Linked DNA regions of Capra hircus: region 2 is linked to region 1. A link is a contact called in public Hi-C data. All regions are on one chromosome and are shown on one strand. Each heading gives the region's core, a stretch centred on a gene start, on an enhancer-like site or on the middle of the called end of the contact. The rest is flanking DNA. Distances are from core to core; before and after follow the strand shown. Region 1 has its middle 23 kb from the start of TRNAC-GCA. Region 2 has its middle 61 kb from the start of PMAIP1.

The links. A called contact is a pair of places that touch in the nucleus more often than the background predicts.
Region 2: a contact with region 1 is called in a Hi-C map of blood, with 5 times the contacts expected there. The contact joins two enhancer-like sites. A contact is called at or near these places in 4 of 5 Hi-C or Micro-C datasets (blood and liver).

The regions. Positions count from the first base shown.
Region 1 is chr24:58,898,429-58,903,405 of ARS1.2, forward strand. No RefSeq gene overlaps it. Among named protein-coding and RNA genes, the nearest start is that of TRNAC-GCA, 23 kb to the left of the region's middle. Within about 2 kb of position 2,088, at least 1 of the 5 cell types and tissues checked has an H3K27ac peak or open chromatin away from gene starts, as enhancers often do.
Region 2 is chr24:59,005,856-59,011,227 of ARS1.2, forward strand. No RefSeq gene overlaps it. Among named protein-coding and RNA genes, the nearest start is that of PMAIP1, 61 kb to the left of the region's middle. Within about 2 kb of position 2,361, at least 2 of the 5 cell types and tissues checked have an H3K27ac peak or open chromatin away from gene starts, as enhancers often do.

The DNA.
Region 1 (4,977 bases), core at 838-3,337:
TCCCTGGTGGTTTAGCGATAAAGACTCTGCCTACCAATGCAGGAGACCCAGGAGATGAGGGGTCACTCCCTGGGTTGGGAAGATCACCTGGGGTAGAAAATAGCAACTCGCTCTAGTATTCTTCCCTGAAATTTCTTATGGGGAGAGGAGCCTGGTGGGCTACAGTCCGTGGCCTCCGAAAGAGTCTGATGCTACTGAGCACAGTCACAAGCCCTCTGTCTACCACTAGGTACCCACCCATTTCTTTTTTCCTTCTTAGTCAACAATGTTTTGTTGTTTTAGAATTTAGGCTCTGAGTTAAGTGAGTGCTTTTTCGTCCCATTGTAATTCAATCTAATTCTCATTTAAATCTAAAGTAAATTTGCAAAGCAAAAAACCCAGTCCTCCCAGCTAAAATCACTTATGCCAACAGACTACTTGGGAAGAACAGCAGAGATAACAGGAAGAAACAACAACAAAAACAAGCGATAAAAACCAGCTAGCTCCTTGGTGCACAGCTGATTTCTGCAAACAGCCTCCTCCTAGGTGAAAAGAATATCTGGCTTCCCAACTGAGACGCTTCGAGTGGAATTTTGGTTCACCTCCAAAATGTTGTATCTTGTGACTTCAAAGGGGCATTAGGAAACTTTTGGGGGGTAGTGGAAATATTTGCCATCTTGATTCTGGTGGTGTCTCTATGACTGTATTCATTTGTCAGAATCCACAGAACTGTACAAGCTGGAATCAAGATTGCCGGGAGAAATATCAATAACCTCAGATATGCAGATAGCACCACCCTTATGGCAGAAAGCAAAGAACTAAAGAGCTTCTTGATGAAAGTGAAAGAGGAGAGTGAAAAAGTTGCCTTAAAGCTTAACATTCAGAAAACTAAGATCATGGCATCCGGTCCCATCACTTCATGGGAAATAGATGGGGAAACAGTGACTTTATTTTGGGGGGCTCCAAAATCACTGCAGATAGTGACTGCAGCCAAGAAATTAAGAGACGCTTGCTCCTTGGAAGAAAAGTTATGACCAACCTAGACAGCATATGAAAAAGCAGAGATGTGTTACTTTGCCAACAAAGGTCCGTCTAGTCAAGGCTATGGTTTTTCCAGTGGTCATGTATGGATGTGAGAGTTGGAGTATAAAGAAAGCTGAAGGCTGAAGAATTGATGCTTTTGGACTGTGGTGTTGGAGAAGACTCTTGAGAGTCCCTTGGACTGCAAGGAGATCCAACCAGTCCATCCTAAAGGAGATCAGTCCTGAATGTTCATTGGAAGGTCTGATGCTGAAGCTGAAACTCCAACACTTTGGCCACCTGATGCGAAGAACTGACTCATCTGAAAAGACCCTGATGCTGGGAAAGATTGAAGGCAGGAGGAAAAAGGACAACAGAGGATGAGATGGTTGGATGGCATCACCGATTCAATGGACATGAGTTTGAGTAAACTCCGGGAGTTGGTGATGGACAGAGAAGCCTGGCGTGCTGCAGTTCACGGGGTCGCAGAGAGTCGGACACAACTGAGCGAATGAACTGAACACATAAAAAGGGCAAACTTTATTGAATGTAAGCTATTGAGTGTAAATTTTAAACCTGATTTTTTAAAAAAAGAAAATTTAGTACTTATAATTTAACAGACCCAAACCCAGTCAATTAGAGTGAAGTCATCTTGCTCTCTTTTATAAAAAGAGATTTTAAAAAATGCCTTTTTACCTCTATTCTGTTCTGTCTCCCAATTTCTTTCTGGAAATAACATTTCAGATGTTACAAATGTGAGTTCATTATGAAGTACTTGTGAAATGAACATTTATTCTTTCTTTTAAAAATCTAACTTGGGTCCAAAACAAGGGGATAAGAGGGGTCATGAAATGAATCTCATTGCACAGACAACTGTCTGAAAACAGGACCTCCCCCGACAGCCATCCATTGGTCTGGCATACCTCTGAACAAAGTCTTTCGCATCATTGAGCTTTCAAACAATAGGAAAACCGCTTATGTTTTCTATTTCCAGTCCTCGGCTGTAGAGTCTCCGGCTGACTCTATCCGTCCTCCTTGTGCCTGCCCCACAGGCGCTGGTGCTGTGCGGGGCACAGTGGCGAGAACCATCCAGTGATCCTGCCGCCCATGGCTTCCGGGTCAGTGGTCCCTCGTGCAGACTCCCAACAACTTCCCGTCTTGGAATCTCCTACGAGACTGTCAGCTCCCTGTGGGTGGCATCCGTTGCGTTCTCTTCTGTCTTTAGCACGTGGCCCAGGGGAGCCCAGAAGGCTTTCAGTAACTGGGCTTACAAACCCATGAATAAATACACAGGATTTGTAAGACCCCTTGCAGCTCTAAGGGCTTCCCTGGCGGCTCAGGTGGTAGAGCATCCGCCTGCAAAGGGGGAGACCTGGGTTTGATCCTTGGGTTGGGAAGATCTCCTGGAGCAGGGAATGGCCACCCACTCCAGTATTCTGGCCTGGAGAATTCCGTGGACAGAGGAGGCTGGAGTGCAGTCCATGGGGTCACAAAGAGTCGGACACGGCTGAGTGACTAACACAGACACTGCAGCTCTGAAGATCGAAGGACAAGGTAGTGGACTTTAAGCCAGGCACACGGTCCCCATAGAGGGGTACCCTGCAGGGTCTTCCAGAGACCCTCGCAACACAGGCGCTCCGCTCCACCGTCACTCACGGGGCTTCCTTTCTCCAGCCTCAGATTTAGATTGTGATCCTGATAGAAGCACTCTCAGGGAGTATAAACCATTAGGCTGGTTATAATCATGTCCACATTTCTCTGCATGAAAGCTCCAGGGCTTTTTTTTTTTTTTTTTTTAGGGAAGGTGAAAACTAGTATTGTCTAAGGTCATGGATGGAATGAGGTGAAGACTGAATTGGTTTCCAGGGAGGTAGAAGTGCAAATCCTCCTGATTTCACAAGTGTGCCCAGGGTCTGCCTTGCCCAACACGCCCATCTTGAGTTTAGGGACTCCAGGTCAATGTCACTGTCTCCGTAACTCACAAACTTCCACGTATGTGTGAGCAGCTTTTCTTCAGCGTGTTCAGTGGATCCATCTACAGTGCATGAGTCCATGATTTTAAAAATATATTCGCCTGTTAGCCACCCGTCAATTAAGATATAGAATGTTTCAGTCACTCCAAAACATTTTTCATGTGTCTCTTTGAAGTTAATCCCAGACCCAGGGCCCCAGGTGACCCTTGATCTGTTTACTATCCATATAGATTTGTTTCTTCCTTTATAATGTCACATAAATGGACAAGCTTATTTCACACGGCATGATGTTTCTGAGACTCAAGGTTTTGTTCATTTCTTTTTATTGATGGGTAATATTTCAGCATTGCTTTTGATTAAGAAAAATATGTTCTTTTATTTACAGTTTAAGTAACCAATTTTATTTATTCTGCTCGATTTTAAATATAGCATTACTTTTTTTATAAAAAGGATACTTGTTCATTTATCTATTCAAAAAAATACAAAGAAGAGAGTTCTCTGGTGGCCTCATGGTTAGGGTTCTGGGCTGTCACAACTGTGGCCAAGGTTCCATCCCTGGTTTGGGAAATGAGATCCTCCAACGGGGCCAAAAAATGAGAACAAAAAGCAAAGATGATAAAAGTAACTGGCAATTCAAATGTTTAGAGATAGGCACTGTGAATGTTCTAGCATTCACTCTTGCAGGCATCTTCCTCTATAATACACATACAAATATTTTTTAATGAATGGAGTTAAACAGTATTTATTGCCTTACAATCTTCTGTTTTCACTTGACAATTTATGGATTGTCAAATACAGATCTATAACATTCTGTCAAGTATGGATCTATAAGATTCATACATGCCCTATGTTCGAACCATATGTATAATCAGCTGTTTATTTTGGAACAGGGATCATTTTCAAGTTTTCCTTTTAATCTATGAATACTCTCCTATATACATCTTTTGGCTTTTGTGTGAGTTGATCCTTCATAAACTCCCAGTGATGGGATTCCTCGGTCAAACAAGATTAACATGCTGCATGTTGAAACCTATTGCCAAAGCATCTTCTCTTCTTTCCTATTTTCATTCATTCATTTCTGGCTGTGCCGGGTCTCCCTGTTTGCTGTGCGGGCTCCTTCATCTCCAGCTGCCGAGCACGGGGATGACGCTGTGTGCAGGCTTCTCCTGCTGTGGCCTCTCCTCAGCAGAGCACAGGCTCTGGGGCGCGCCAGCCTCAGTAGCTGGGCACGTGGGCTCCGTCTTTGTGGTTCTGAAGAGGAAAAGTTAGAATTGTGCATAACCTCCTGCTCCTTCTGCCTCTGTAACCCAGCTTGCTCCTTTCAAAGTCTGGGTCACATAGGTCTCAGAAAGTGGGGACTCACAATACGAGGAACTGGAGCTTATCTTGCTCGCCCTTGTCCTGCTCTTCGCAATCGCCCAGCCCCTGCAAACCCTCAAACCCGCTTAATCATGCCTGTCCATGTATGAAAACCCTGTAGCCACTTTGTTCCAGGCTCAGAGCTTGGAGTGTTGACTCCTCCGGGCCCGCCGGCGTAATAAACCTGAGTCCTCCAACTCTCCAAGTGTGGGGCTTGGCTTTTCAAGGTCTGGTTTCTGCAATAGTTCCTGGGCCCCAGAACGCAGGCTCCATGGCTGTGGCCCTCGGGCTTGGTTGTTCCGCGGCGCACGGGATCTTCCCGGTCCAGGGATCAAACCTGTGTTTCCCGTACTGGCAGGCTGAGCTCTTTACCACTGAGCCACCAGGGGAGACCCCAGAGCATTTTTATGAAAGGTTACACCCCTTCCACTTCCAGAACAGTGCTTGCTTGTTCATTTTTCATCTGCCTTTCCTGGGCTTGGGCAATATTATAAATTTTGCCAATCAGGAAGAATTAAAAACAAACAAGCAAAGCTTCCTATAATGTTTGAGTGGGGGTCCCATCTAATTTTGTGTCTTTTTAAATAATCTTCTAATTATTCCTACGAGATGACTTGAAGGCTAGATATCTTTTTTGCAGCTCTGG
Region 2 (5,372 bases), core at 1,111-3,610, 110 kb after region 1:
ATCACCACGCTGCGCACCAGGAACTAACACAGTCCTTAAGGCCAATTATACTTCAAAAGCAAACAAACCTATAGAGAAAGAGATCAGGTTTGTGGTTACGAGAGGCAGGGGTTGGGGGAGGGAGGAATTGGATGAAGACAGTCAAAAGGTACAAATTTCCAGTAATAATTACTGCTACGGATGTAATATACCACCTGATTAATATAATCAGCTCTACTGAGTGTTATATATGAAAGTCGTTAAGAGAGTAAATCCTAAGAGTTCTTATCACAAGGGAAAAAATTTTTCTTTTTTCTTTTCTTTTGTATCTAGACAAGACAGATGTTCAATCAACTTATGGTTATAATCATCTCATGATGTACGTAAGTCAAATTGTTATTGTAAAATATAGCACCTAAAATTGGTACAGTGTTGTATGTCAATTATGTCTCAAAAACACTGGAAGAAAAATGTTAAATATCAAATAAAACAAAACAATTTCTGATCGGAATAACCCATCCTGGGTTCTTGTGTCTTCATGCAAGTTTCATTCGAGGAGGCCAAAGGCTGCTTCACTTTGAACATATTCTGTTTTTTCCCTGAACTGACAGACTTGTTACAGGAAAGTCAACTGACCCTTGGAGACAATACTTCTTTCTTCGTCTTTTAATTGGAAAAGTTAGAAAGGAAACAACAGAATATAATATAGGCAATATTAGCACTCACAAGAAAATATCAAACTTATAATTTCTTTTGAAAAATAAATAATACCGATTAAGCTGTAGTCCCCTTGACCTCCTTCCTGATTCAATTTCCCTTAATTTCTCCCTGAAAGTCACCACCATGAGGATTTCATCATGGTATCTGTCAGCCCTTTCTTAGCTGCTGCTGCTAAGTCACTTCAGTCGTGTCTGACTCTGTGCAACCCCATGGACTGCAGCCTACCAGGCTCCTGTGTCCACGGGATTTTCCAGGCAAGAGTACTGGAGTGGGATTGCCATTGCCTTCTCTGCTTACGTCAGCTATAAACATATATTCTTTATAAATAACATATACTGTTGCTTGCATGATACAAACATAGCATTATTGTCTTGCCAAGACAGGACTGAGCTACCTTAATCTTTAGAGATAAGAGAGGATAACATTTCCTTGAATTATGACCTCTGTTTTGAGAACAGTTCCATGGAATATTTAAAATAGGCAAACAAGGGCCTACTGTGTAGCACAGGGAAATAGACTTACTGTCTTGTAATAACCTATAATGGAAAAGAATCTGAAAAAGAATAAAAATAAAACCAAATTATTTTGCTGTAAACTTGAAATTAACACAGCATTGTAGATGAAATATACTTCAATTAAAAATCTAAGGCTAGGAGATCTAAACCAAAAACACACAGACAAAAGAACACCCAACTGTTCCCTGGAGCAAAGTTTAACTTCTGGACTATTCAGAGTGGTAAGTCTCTATTACAGACATGAAGTCTGGAGGTGAACTCTTCTGCCATGATAATTTTACAAGTTTCTGCTAGAAAAGAAAACCAGGTTGGGATTATCTGTTACTGAAGGATCTGTGAAGTTGAGGGAAGCTTGCTTTGGGATATTTCTGATGTTAGGTTTTTTTTTTTTGGTCAAGTTTATTTTTTTTCTGCAGCTATCAAAACCTTCAAGTGGTCACATAGTGAATACATAAATACTTTCTATATTTTAAATCTTCGGATACAAGATGTTATTGTAGTCATAGTTACATATATCCAACTGTAGGTTTTTCAAGCTAATGTCACACAAGTCTTAACAGGATTAAAATGCAAAGCAGTCATATAAATTCATTTTTTTTCTATATGGAAAAATTTAATGATTGGCAGAAATAGACACCGGAATTAAAAGTTCCTCAAAGGGATATAATTCTATACTTCAGTCTTAAAGAAGACTCTAATAATTCTATATGAAGATAGCTGAATACCTCAACAGTTTTGAATATTACGTTACCTCGTGTGGTTGACTTAATCACAGTTGGTGTGTTAATAAATCTAGTAGTGCAGCGCCACCTTGTGACCAAAATGCTCAACTACATTATGTTGGATTTCGTGAGGAAGACCTTTATTTAAAAGGCTTGCTCATGCAGCTGCTGGGGTTCCCGGTAACTGGATCGCCAGTGTCCACCAGTAGTGGGATGAGCCATCCCTGCCTTCCCAAGGCTGTCCGGGGACATTAGATTCTTTTGGTTTAAAGAAGGTTGAAAACCAGGACAGTCAGATAAACCGGGACCAACTGGTCCCCTCTTACTAAGTACGAAGCGCTGCTCGGGCTCTCGGTGCAGCAGCGGGTGAGGCCGAGTCGCCGTCTGTGAGTGTGTTAGGCTGGGGGCAAGCGGACAAAGAGGCGGCGCACCCAGGCAACGCACCAGGTCGCTGCAAGCTGCGCAGGTAAGCGGTGAGGCGAATGCGCGGAACCGAACGGAACCGAAAGTCTCTCGGCGGCTCTTGGCGCTTGAGCGCTTGACGGTGGAGGAGGTGACCCTGGAACCGGGAGCTGAATGGCGCGGGGGCGACGCGCCCCTGGAGACGGAAGGGAGAGCGCGCTGGGCAGGGAGCGGCGAGAGCCAGGTCCCTGGGGCGGGGACACCGGCGGCGTGCTTAGCGGACCGCAAGGAACCAACGTGACACGCGTTCAGGGGGTGTGTGAGTTTTCCGGGGCTTCCTCACAAATCGCCACCAACTAAGTAGCTTAAAGTAACAGGAATCTACCGCCTCGCAGTCTGGGGGCCAGAGGGCGAAGATCAAGCTGGCAGCAGGCTGCACGTCCTCTGAAGACCCCAGGGAGCGTCCTTGCGGGCCCCCTTCCGGCTTCCGGGGGTCGCGGGAAACCCTGGAGCTCCGGGCTCCAGCCCAGCGCCGACGGCTCGGACTCCCCACCCGGTGCGCCGCCTGCGTCTCAGCCTGCCCTGGCTCTTCCCTCTGCTTTAAGCGGGGAAGCCGGCCTCTCTTCCCCAGCAACCCCCGTCCCCTGCCCTGGCGAGACTGAAACAGGCCTCTGTTAACGCGTCCAGGATGCCTATCCCCCACTCAGAGAGCATCAACAAGGTGAAATGCCAGGGACTCTCCTCAGTGTCTTTTTTCTACTCTGGAATCAGTGTGTCCTATAACATAAAGAAAGAATCCCCCTGCAACGCGCGAGACCCCAGTTCCATCCCTAGGTCGGAAGATCCCCTGGAGAAGAGAGAGGCTGTCAACTCCAGGCTTCTTGGGCTTCCCTGGTGGCCCAGACAGTAAAGAATCTGCCTGCAATGTGGGAGACCTGGGTTCAATCCCTGGGGTGGGAAGATCCCCTGGAGGAGGGCATGGCAACCCACTCCAGCATTCTTGCCTGGAGAATCCCCATGGACAGAGGAGCCTGCTGGGTTACAGTCCATGGGGTCGCAAAGAGTAGGACACGACCCAGCGACTTTCTTTCTATGGATAAAATTAGCTTCGTTGTATCCTAAAATGCCTTGACTCATTTATTTTGCAGTTTACAACAGTAAAATCTGTCTGTTTTGGGTGGACAGACTTGCGAATTTTGACACGTGTAGAGTCACAAAACCACTTCCACTGCCAAGACCCAGAGCAATCCATCAGCTCCCCAAATCCTGTCATGCGACCCCCTTTGTACATGTAGCCTTTTAAAGCAGATTATTTGTTTTTCTTTTTCTGAGGCACTTGATCCATTTAATGATGAGTGCACCTTGAGCATTAATTTTGCGCTTTAGAGAGATGGATCGGTGGCTCTCTGTAACACCAGTGTAAGAAATCCTATTACTCTGGGCCCACCACATCTCCAACAGCGCCTTGTAATTGCCACCGATGCTTTCTGCGTCCAGCAGGGTTTAGTTTGCTCTTTGATTTCACTCCTTGGTTTTATGCACAGGAGCTCAGTTCTCTTTATGTTTCTTCCGCTTCTGCTCATAAAATAGTTATGGGTCTCCCCGCCCTTTGTACTGCTCTTTAAATGTGTTCAAGCGACTCTTAAAACACTGTGTTCAGAGTGAGACGCAGTGGACATGATACATCCTGGACCTAGCTGGGACACACTGTCTTCCTCCCCAGATTCTGTCTAAGACCGCAGTGGCATTTTTTCTTTTCTCAGCAGTAATCCACTGTTTACTTCCAATGAGTATCTGGTCAATGATACAATTTAAAAAAAGAAATTAACACAGGGCTGCTTGCTAGTTCTTTCAGTCCTTATGCTGCATATCTGGCATGGGAACTTTTGCATCTAAGTAAAAATTTTATGTTTGATCTTTTTAATGTTTTCAGTGTAAAATTTGGCCAGAGTTCCAGCTTGTGGGTCTGCATTGTGTATGTGCTCCTCTTCCTCAGTTTTCCATGAAGGATGGAAGGGAGCCAGGCATTTCTTGCTCCCTGCCTTGTCCCACCTCTCTTTAATCCCAACACCCTTCCTCTCTTATTTGGTCCTGTCTCTTCACAGGCGTAAGATGCGGCAGCTGGTGTCACCCAAAAATGGAATGAGAAAGGAGGCAAAGAGGCTAGTGGAAAAAAAAAAAAAAAAAAAAAAACCCTTGGCGTATAATTGGGCTATTACCTTATTATGATATATTAGGCAAGATTTCGGAGAAGGCAATGGCACCCCACTCCAATATTCTTGCCTGGAAAATCCTATGGACGGAGGAGCCTGGTAGGCTGCAGTCCATGGGGTCGCTAAGAGTCAGATACAACTGAGCAACGTCACTTTCACTTTTCACTTTCATGCACTGGAGAAGGAAATGGCAACCCACTCCAGTGTTCTTGCCTGGAGAATCCCAGGGACGGGGGAGCCTGGTGGGCTGCCGTCTATGGGGTCGCACAGAGTCGGACACGACTGAAGTGACTTAGCAGCAGCAGCAGCAGGCAAGATTTAGAAGCAGCATGGTCTAATCTAAAGAATAAAAGAAACGATCTATTAGCAATAGATCAGTACATAATGAGTTCCGTGTAAAAATGGGGAGGAATAGATTGGATTAAACAATAGGGATCTCTTACTCTATGGATACTATGTATAAAATAGGTAGCTAATGGGAACCTGCTGTTCAGCACAGGGAACTCTGCTCTATGGTGACCCAAATGGAAGGAAATCCAGAAAAGAGGGGAGAGATATAAACATGGGCTTCCCTGGTGGTTGAGAGCATAAAGAATCTGCCCGCAGTGTGGGAGACCTGGGTTCGAACCCTGGGTTGGGAAGATCCCCTGGAGGAGGGAAAGGCTACCCACTCCAGTCTTCTTGCCTGGAGAATCCCATGGACAGAGGAGCCTGGTGGGCTACAGTCCATGGAGTTGCAAAGAGTTGAACAGGACTGAGCGACTGCGCACAGCACACACACACACATACAACTGACGTGTTTGGCTGTGCAGCAGAAACTA